2 separate regions of the Gossypium hirsutum genome follow, and region 1 is linked to region 2. A link is a contact called in public Hi-C data. All regions are on one chromosome and are shown on one strand. Each heading gives the region's core, a stretch centred on a gene start, on an enhancer-like site or on the middle of the called end of the contact. The rest is flanking DNA. Distances are from core to core; before and after follow the strand shown.

The links. A called contact is a pair of places that touch in the nucleus more often than the background predicts.
Region 1: a contact with region 2 is called in a Hi-C map of leaf, with 2.1 times the contacts expected there. The contact joins the promoter of LOC121213885 here to the promoter of LOC107922407 in region 2. A contact is called at or near these places in 2 of 34 Hi-C or Micro-C datasets (both in leaf).

Annotation. Positions count from the first base shown.
Region 1 is chrD01:17,176,797-17,181,759 of Gossypium_hirsutum_v2.1, forward strand. It overlaps LOC121213885, which reads left to right and starts at 3,519. Exons shown (of 3, transcript XM_041087223.1): 1 at 3,519-3,937; 2 at 4,442-4,721; 3 at 4,823-4,963. The coding sequence starts at 3,869. It overlaps LOC121213884 (proline-rich receptor-like protein kinase PERK15), which reads right to left. Exons shown (of 9, transcript XM_041087220.1): 9 at 3,807-4,963.
Region 2 is chrD01:16,939,104-16,943,745 of Gossypium_hirsutum_v2.1, forward strand. It overlaps LOC107922407 (V-type proton ATPase subunit B2), which reads right to left and starts at 2,832. Exons shown (of 15, transcript XM_016852435.2): 1 at 2,673-2,832; 2 at 2,399-2,470; 3 at 1,979-2,034; 4 at 1,786-1,884; 5 at 1,424-1,483; 6 at 953-1,064; 7 at 653-861; 8 at 313-441; 9 at 1-106. The coding sequence starts at 2,456. It also overlaps the pseudogene LOC121213880.

The DNA of each region.
Region 1 (4,963 bases), core at 2,269-4,768, 240 kb after region 2:
ATATGGTTTGGCTTGGCACGTAACATGTACCAAATGGTCTTATTTTACCAAAAGCAGAGTCCTCGTCGTGTAACGACTCGATAGTAAGGGGTGTCAAAAAGTGAAGCTAGAAACTCTATTCCCGTAAATCGAACCCATAAATATTTACGAAGTTAGTTTAGTAGCAAATTAAATTTTGGATAGGTAAATTGCATATGAAAAGTAACCTGATAAGTGAATGGTGTAATTTAACTTAGCCTATGAGGGTAACACATATGAAAAGGTCATTTAACTTTTTCTTTTTGTATGAATTAGCTAATTGGAAAAGTCCTATTGTGATTTAGTTTTCACAACTTTTCAACTTTTGTAAACTTTTCAATAATTGATCGTAACTCAAGCTACAAAACTTTTATCAATGTAATTCAAGATGTGTCGTTAAGCTAATAAAAAGATCTACAATTCGTAAAAAATATCACTTGACTTTAAATTATATTTCACAAATGTCAGGTTACGAGTTGATAATAAGCACAAATGTGACCATCATGTAGATGCATCTATCAAAACCATAAAATAGATAAATGGTTCACATGGTGGATGAATGGACCCATATATATCACCTTGAATATGTTCCATAAATGCAGGGGATTCTATCCCAATATTAGCTGGTGATACTCTTGTAATGAATATTTCTTCAAAACAAGTAGCACATGAGAGTTCCTTAAATTAAAGAATCTTTTGGTTCTTCAATGGATGACCATGTGAATGCTCAATTATTTTTCACATCACTGATGATTCGGAATGGCCTAACCGGTCATGCCAAATAGTAAATGGATTTTAATCTATAAACTTTTGGTTTACTACAACATGTGTTTCAATTGTATTAGTAATTTTATGGTATAAGCCTAAAGACAAGACAAGTAATTTTTCCAAAAATACATTTCTTTCCAGATACAACTTTTGTGCTTTGCATATACTCATTATTTTTCTCATTTGTAATAACTATTTTGGTGAATATCTTTAAAGCTTAATAAATTTCTTCAAGACTTTGATGAACTAGTGCATCATCTATAATAAATTTTGTCCATTGGGGTAATAATACCGTAGCTCTTTCTGAGCCTTAGATTAATTTTGTAATGCCAGATATGGTGTTGACATTTTCATCATTTTCAATCAAATGAGAATATTTTTGATCTTTAAGTATAGTATGTGTGGTAGTATTGTCTGCAAGACATGTGTCTTCATTCTTGATCTTTGATTCAACCAAAGAATTGGGGAAATTCACATTCTTCATTCAAAGAAAATATATAAAATAAGATATTTTAAGCACTCAAAAAAATAGCAAAACATACTAAAGTCACACAAACATAAATAAAAAGAACTATAAAATCACTAGAGAATTATGAAATATTATTATATATTTAACAATTCTTGATTTCTAACCTCAAAGAAATCTTCTACATCAAGATAAATCATATAAGCAAGGTCGTTAAAATCATCATCATTGTGAGTAAAATTAGCCTTTTACATCATCACCATTTCGATAAGCCAAATTTGTTTTAATATTATATCTTTTGTTTTTTATGGAGGCTTGATAAAGCTTTATAAGATGTTTAGGTGTACGATAGATATGTAACCAATGCCCACTCATACCTCATAAGTGGCACAAATTTTCAATACCTTTCGAAGGATTACTTGGACCATCATCTTTTTATTTTTTTCTCTTTTATTTTTCTTTTGGTGGTTATGATAATTGTTGCCACCATGATAACAATAATTATAGAGCCCTCAACCACATCCATGACCACGACTACAACTGCGACCATGATTTCTTTCATTTCTATTATTATTATTATTATTATTATTATTATTATTATTATTATTATTATGTATTGATGCATTCACTTCTGGGAATGGGTCATAATCAATAGGAAGACTTTCATGATTTTTCATTAATATCTTATTATTTTGCTCAACCGCCAAAAGGAATGAGATTAATTTAGAGTATTTCTTAAAACCCTTTCCACAATATTATTGTTGTAGGAGCACATTAGATGCATGAAAAGTTGAGAAAGTTTTCTCCAATAAGTTCCCATCAATTATTTTTTCTCCACATGATTTTAGTCAACAACTTATTTTACACTCACTATTTTATAATCTTGCAATTTCAAGTGCATCTAATTATAACGAGTTTTGGTAGAATTATCGTTTTCTGATTGTTGTATCTTTCTTTTAGACCATTCCACAATTCAAGTGGAACTTTTTTAGTAAAATATTTTGTTTTCAATCCTTCATGAAAATGATGACAGAGGAAAATCATAGCTTGGGCTTTATCTTGTTTAAATGCGTCGAGATCTTGCATAATTGTATTCCCAAGACCTTTTAGTTTCTAAGTGAACTTCGACATTGAACACTCATGACAAATAATCCTTACCTAATATTTCAAGGGCCTCAAATTCAAATTTTATAAGGTTCGACATAATAGTGTCTAATATAAAATTAGGTTATAAAATGAATCAATAAAAAAATCGAAAGTAGTAGATATATATTTATTTGTATAAGATTCCATAAATAAACTTTTATTATTCATTAGAAGATACAAATGTAATGAATTCATTATATAATGGTATAAAAGTTTTTAGGTTACTTGCATTCTATTAGTAAATATTTGATTAATTATTCTAATAGTATATAATGCTTTAATTACTAACCTTGTTAATATCATATTAATGATATGCATGTTCCATGAAATTAAGACATAAAAGAGTAATTATCAAGCATGTATTTCAATTATATTTATGATACATAAAAAAGAAAGAAAGAATAACAACATTTAATTAATCAACCATAAATAATGAAAACATGTAGATTAAGGACAAGGAATAATATATCAATTTTACGTATTTACAAGAAACATGTATTTTACTTTATAGTTGTTTATTCGACAAAGTTCTACCTTCAACAAGAAGAACGATTATTGAGCAAAACATGCTGATAACATGTTATAAAATTATCAAATAAAAATATATAAAATCAACAGAGAATTTTCTCATATCTTATTTTCGCTCACCCTTGTCATTCTATGCAATATAAATAAATGACGCTTACTTAAGTGCTCCATTCGGACGCAACTTGTATATGTACTTAATACTTATTTAATCAAATATTTTACAAAACCCCTATTTTAATCGCATTAAAATCATTTATCGTATTGAAATGCATCTTTGTTTTTAATTAATAATTTGTTTCATTCCAAAATATTAAACAACATGATTTCAATTCAAAGCAACAACATTAACATTACAGATTTAACCTAGAGATTTATTTTCTTTATTTAAACGTTTATGATTTTATACAATTTTTAACATTTATCCAAAACCTCATTTATTATATAATTTTATTCCAGCTTCCACTGATGTTGGCCGCGTGGAATTTGCTACGTCCATGAATCAGAAGGAAATTTCTCAGTCCTCACCCACCAAAACTATTTCGGAAGTGTTAAATTGCAGTTAAATAAAAAGCCCAAATACAGTACTGTATACGGAACTGAAGCCGAAGTTACCAAAAAGCCCAAGAGACCTTTTAATAAATGGCAACAAGTGGAGGGCATTATCGGTAAGAAAAGTGAAACTTCGAAGAGCCGACATTATAAAGTCGGTCGTTCCCCAACTTTTCTCACGCTATATATACCCTAGCTCGTCCTCTTTATTTCCAGATATCTGAGAAATCCTAGCTGTAGCCGCCTAGATTACGCGTTTTGCCTTCTTGAAGAGGAAGATATTAAAAAAGCTTCTAGATCTATAAGTTCTACGGATACTGAGCGATCTTGGCTTTACTGATTCTTTGGTTTCTTGAGGAAGTTTTTGGGATTTCGAAAAGAAAATAGCCGATAATGTCGCGGTGTTTTCCTTATCAACGTCCGGCGGGGTATTTAAGACAGGGATTGGTCGAATCGATTAAGGTTCGTTGGGCAAAAGTATTTGGTTTTCACTTTCGTTGCTCAACTGCATGCGTTTGTGATACTTGATTATGATTATATATTTGTATATTTGTAGAGTTTGTAACAACTTAAACATGAAATGAACCGCTTTAATTACTGTTGATAATATAGCTTTGTAATTATGAACAACGAGGATCTGTGCAGAGAACTATGGTAGTTATTCAAATATATGAATGAACCTTTTTGGGTTTGGGGTTTTTTAAAAGAACTTCTGGGTTCCTTTTTAAAGTTTTGGACTTGATTTTGGTTTGATTATGTAAATGAATGAAAAGCTTGGTAATTCGTGTCTGTTTAGAGGAGTGGGAACTGGGTGTTTGTATTCATAGTCTGATTGATCTTGATAGAACCCTAAACCAATGTGAAATTACCCCCTCCCCGCCAAACTTTAATTTTTTGGAAGCAATCGTGATCTTTTGGTCTTCCATTCCCGCCTGTCTAAATTTCATATTGTGTTGTGCAATAAAGCTCCAGGGAGAAAAGGTTTTGCCAAAAACAGAACAGAAATTACATAAGAAGAGGGAGAAGGAGAAAAAGAAGGAAAGGAAAGAGAAGGATAAAACTCAAGGTGCCATCAAGAAACTTAAGAAGCTTGATGATGTTCTAGATGCATATAAAGATGACCAATTGGAGAGAAGTGATCTTACTGAAGAACATGAGCCGCCAGTTTGCTATATATCTGATGGCAGCCAAAACAGTCACAAGAGGAAAAGGGAAACTGCTTCCTATAATGAATGCAGGGTTGATGGTGAGTTGTGTTCTTTATTGTATTAGATGGGCTAAATTTGCCTATTGCTGTAGTTTCTTGGAGGGATGTAGATATTGATTGTATGTTGTGTACATGTATAGGAAACATTATAAAGATTAGATTTTCCTTGAAAAAGCCCCGGGCATCTGATGCATCAATCAGCAGCGAAGAACCAGCCTGCTCTAGTTCTGGTAGGACAGATTCAATTCAAGAGCCAAGTTGTACCGTCGCTTCTGTGCCTG
Region 2 (4,642 bases), core at 1,582-4,081:
CTGTCAATATAACCAGAACATGCTTCCCACATTCATAAGCCAAATACTCTGCAGTTGTGAGGGCAATTCGAGGTGTAATAATTCGTTCGATAGTGGGGTCATTGGCCTGTAAAACACATTAAATAGACCAGTTATAATTTCTTTAGGAAAAAAAAAGGAGAGGAATGGGACTAATTTCTTGAAATCAATACTCATAGAGAAAGTCATCTTCAATGGGGCAAAAAAACTCAAAATGAAATGAATATACTTAACTTGAATTACTTGCAGGAAAAGAAAAATGCAGGGAGAATGAGATTAATTAGTGGAAAGTACCAGGTTCAAGAAAAGGGTCACTCTCTCCATAGATCCATTTTCCTCAAAATCTCTCTTAAAAAATTGTGCTGTCTCCATGTTCACCCCCATGGCAGCAAACACAATGGCAAAATTATCTTCTTCCTGATCCTAAAAGTCAATCCACAGAACAGGACAATAAAAAATCTGAAAGTGGAATAAGAGAAATAAACAGGCATCTAGCTTCCAAAAAGAATGTGTATCAGCTCACTTAAGTGACAAAAACAAAAATCATTGACATCCACAAAATAAACCATGAACATCAAGCACACAATCAAGGCAAACTTTATTAATACCACAGTAAGCTGCAATGTAGACATACATCAAGGAGATTATCAGACTTTTCCAATCGCTTTACGAGACCCGCTTGACGACAAATTTGAGCAGCTATCTCATTATGAGGAAGACCAGCAGCAGAAAAAAGAGGAATCTTCTGTCCACGAGCAATTGAGTTCATCACATCAATTGTTGATATGCCTGTTTGAATCATCTCTTCAGGGTAAGTTCTCTCACTAGGATTGATGGAACTCCCTGAGAAAGAAAAAGGACATAAATTAACACTGGTAAAATAAACTTTCTCACCTATAAATGACTAGAATAGACAGTTTGCCTAACACATTACCAGAAATATCTAGGTATGCCTCGGGCAAAATAGGAGGTCCATTATCAATGGGTTTTCCAGAGCCATTAAATATGCGCCCTAGCATATCTAATGACACAGGAGTTTTCAAAACCTGCAAAACATAAATTAGAAGTGGCTCAACAATCAACAGTCATAAAGATAACTAAACTGACCTCCCTTTTGTTAAAAGTTAAAAATCACAGACAAAGATGATTGAAGATGCAACTAATGTGTGTTCAGAGAATTTCTCTACTTTAGAAAGCTCAGCATCATTCATATTTAACGATAAAATTGTTACGAGACAGCTACAAGCACATATACTTTGCATCAAACAGAACAAGGTGAAAACTAATATTCCAATACTCTAACTTTCAAAAGATTCTATAACGGCAACCATTCTATCTGCCATCCTAGTTTTACAAGCCTAGGTAAAATAAAACCTATAGCACCAAAGAAAAGCGGACTTATTACCTCTCCTGTAAATTGCACAGTTGTGTATTTGTTGTCAATTCCAGATGTTCCTTCAAAAACCTGGTAAAGGAGAAAGGGGAAAAGTATAAGATGCCACAGTACAGACTTAAAATCAGTCCAAACCAATTGTTGCCAAATGCTCTCAGGAGTTTATATCTCACAGAAATTATATTATTGGATTTAGTAAATGGTAAATGCATCTTTTCTATCACTATGCTGTTCCCCTCCACATTTCCTGATCCATTAATATGGACTTAAAACAAGTAACAACAATCAAATATTGGGATTATCATTAAATAAAATATGCCATGAATCATCTCCTATGTGCAGAGAATTCTAGGTTGCAATGCAAGGAAAAATACCTGCACAACTGCTTTCTCTCCATCAACTTCCAAGACTTGACCTCGTCGAGTTGTTCCATCACCCAAACGAATATTGACAATCTCCTGATACTTTGGACCCTGAAGCATATCAAAATTATTAGCATTTTACAATCAAACAACTAGCTATTAACACCGAAGGTAAAACCATCATGGGATAAAAGAGCAAACCTACCTTAACTTTGTCAAGAATGACCAATGGTCCAGCAACACCGGACACAGTTCTATACTCTGCAAACCATAAACCCCCGATTTAATCTTCCAGATAATCTTCACACCAATTGAATAACAACAAATTCTCACCATAGCATCCCACTAGCCTTAGATCATATTAACCATAAAACACAAAGTAGTTGTTTAATTAAAAAAAATTAAAGAATTAAAATATCCGACTTAAAGTAGGTTTTAATCCACAGAACGATTACGAACATATGTCATGAATTTAAACATATTACATAACCAGTCAACTAAAAGATTAAAAACAAAACGACTCCAACATCATGAAATTTATTGATGATAGATTAAAAAAAAACTTGAAATTAGGCAATGGCCAGAATTCAGATTTTAGGCTATGAATGTAAAATGAATAAGTTACCCATTCCGATCTCCAGAGTTCCCTCCTCCATGTCAATGAAATTCTTTTCAGCACCCATCTTCAAGTTCAAAGCTGATTAAAATTTTATAAACATTAAGAAGAAAACGAATCAGAAACATATATCAGTATAGTCTACACTGATAAAATAGTTGAGCAGATCTAAAGAAAAGAAAAAACTTGGAAACATTGTTTCAGATCCAAACAAGCAACCGTGTTTGTGAATGGCGAGTGATGGAATCCAAATTTGCAAAGGTTTAAAACACTCGATTCTTACCTCGATTATGTTTTGGAAAATGCGAATGAGAGAAAATTACCCAAAATGACAAGATATCTCTAGTTTGAGTTGGACAGTTCTATTTGAGCAAGTAAACGATTAGAACTGTGAAAAGAAATGGAGAAATTAAGCACTAAGTGACAAATCATTTATGAGATTGCAGACGTCTTGAAATTAAGATTCAATAATTTTATGAGTTAAAAAAAATTATAGATAATTATATGTAGGATTCAATGTCTTACTTGACTTGTCATTTTCATGCTAATTGTATTGATGGAGAAATAGGTTTCCCCCCTTTTTTTTTTTTTTAATATCATGCAACGTGGCTATAAAGATGAGGTTAGCATCGTAGCATATTCCAACTCCAAAATATTATTACATAATATAATTACTCAATTAACTACAGTTAAGTACTAATTTAGGTGATGGGTTAGAGAAGTAAATATAGATTAATATAATAGTTTTTTTTTACTAAATTTGGTGTTGCTAGTTAAATTACATTAATTTTGTGAAATTAAAATAATTATAATTATAATTATAATATTAAAATAAAATTGAGATATATCGATAATTTAAATTATATTAAAAATAAATAAATAAACACATCATAACTTTATAAATCACTTTTACCCATATTGTTATGAGTGAAATAAATTCAATATCCCATATATTAAATGCATATGTGGTGCAATAAGTTCATATATTATTAGTTGATGTTAATAAATTTATAATATTTTAGTTGTTTTATTTTTAATTATATAAAATTTTTAAATGATAAAAATATAATTATAATAATGTTTATTATTTTTCTAAATAAATTATTTTTAAATTTTATTTTGTGCTAAGTAGCAAGAAAAAAATTGCTCGTTTGCAGATATAAAAAACGAAAAGCCAACCTATATACATCTTAAAATAAAAAATAAAAAAAAGGAAAAATCCAGAAATATGGAAACTTCAAAGGAGTTTCACATGTCTTATATCTACCAGTACAAAAATGAAGCTGCCACGACAGCCCCCCCATAACGTGTACAAATTTTAGTTTTATTATTATGTGGAGCCTTTTGCAATTTGATGTCTATGGGCCATTGCCATGTGAATGGCCGCTTTCTAGCAATTAATTTCCTTTTGTTTCCAATTTTGATTTTTCAAAGTATTTAATTCATTAAGTTTTTTAAGTTTTACCGTTTCATAATTTTCATTTTCCAAAAAAAAAAAAACCCAATATACCTGCAATCTGAGTCGACAATATAATTATTGATCAGTTATAAAGGATTATGATGTTACTCTTAAATGTGATCTTCATGGCATTAGCTACAATATCATATATGAAAGCTGAATTAGCAACATTTTAGCATATATGAAAGATCAGGTGTGTTGAACTGAGGCAGCAGTTGCAGGGTCAACAGCTCTCATGCATCTTGGGTGCACCTCGTAGCCACACCCCAGACACTGGTAAGCCCAACCAGACCCTTGCTCATCACAATCGCAGCATATAAACGGCCCCCCTCCATTCCCTTCCGATACCAAAGTAAGCTCATGGCGGTGACCTGCATGATAATTAGATCTGGGTAATCTCTTGGCTTCTTCCTCCATTTCTTTCTCCAGCAACTCCAGTTTTGCACAAGTGAAAGGGTATGCATTTTCCTGGTACAGATTTATGAGATTTCTACCTTGCTTGGTCACTGTTTTGCCGTCGGGATCTATGATTATCAAACATGGAATGCCTTGCACGTCGAAGTACTTTGCAAGGGTTCTAATTATTGGGTCTCAAGAAGGCAACGCTAGCCATGGCATGGTACCGTAGTAGGAGTCAAAGCTACTTTGGTCACGATCATTCGACACAAAAACTATTTCGAAATCCTCACCGCCACCTTTTCCTTCCAAACTTCGCTTGATTTTGTGGTAGATGGATATCAGTTTGGGAGTGAACTTAGCACATGGAAAGCACCATTGTGCTGAGAAGTAGAGCC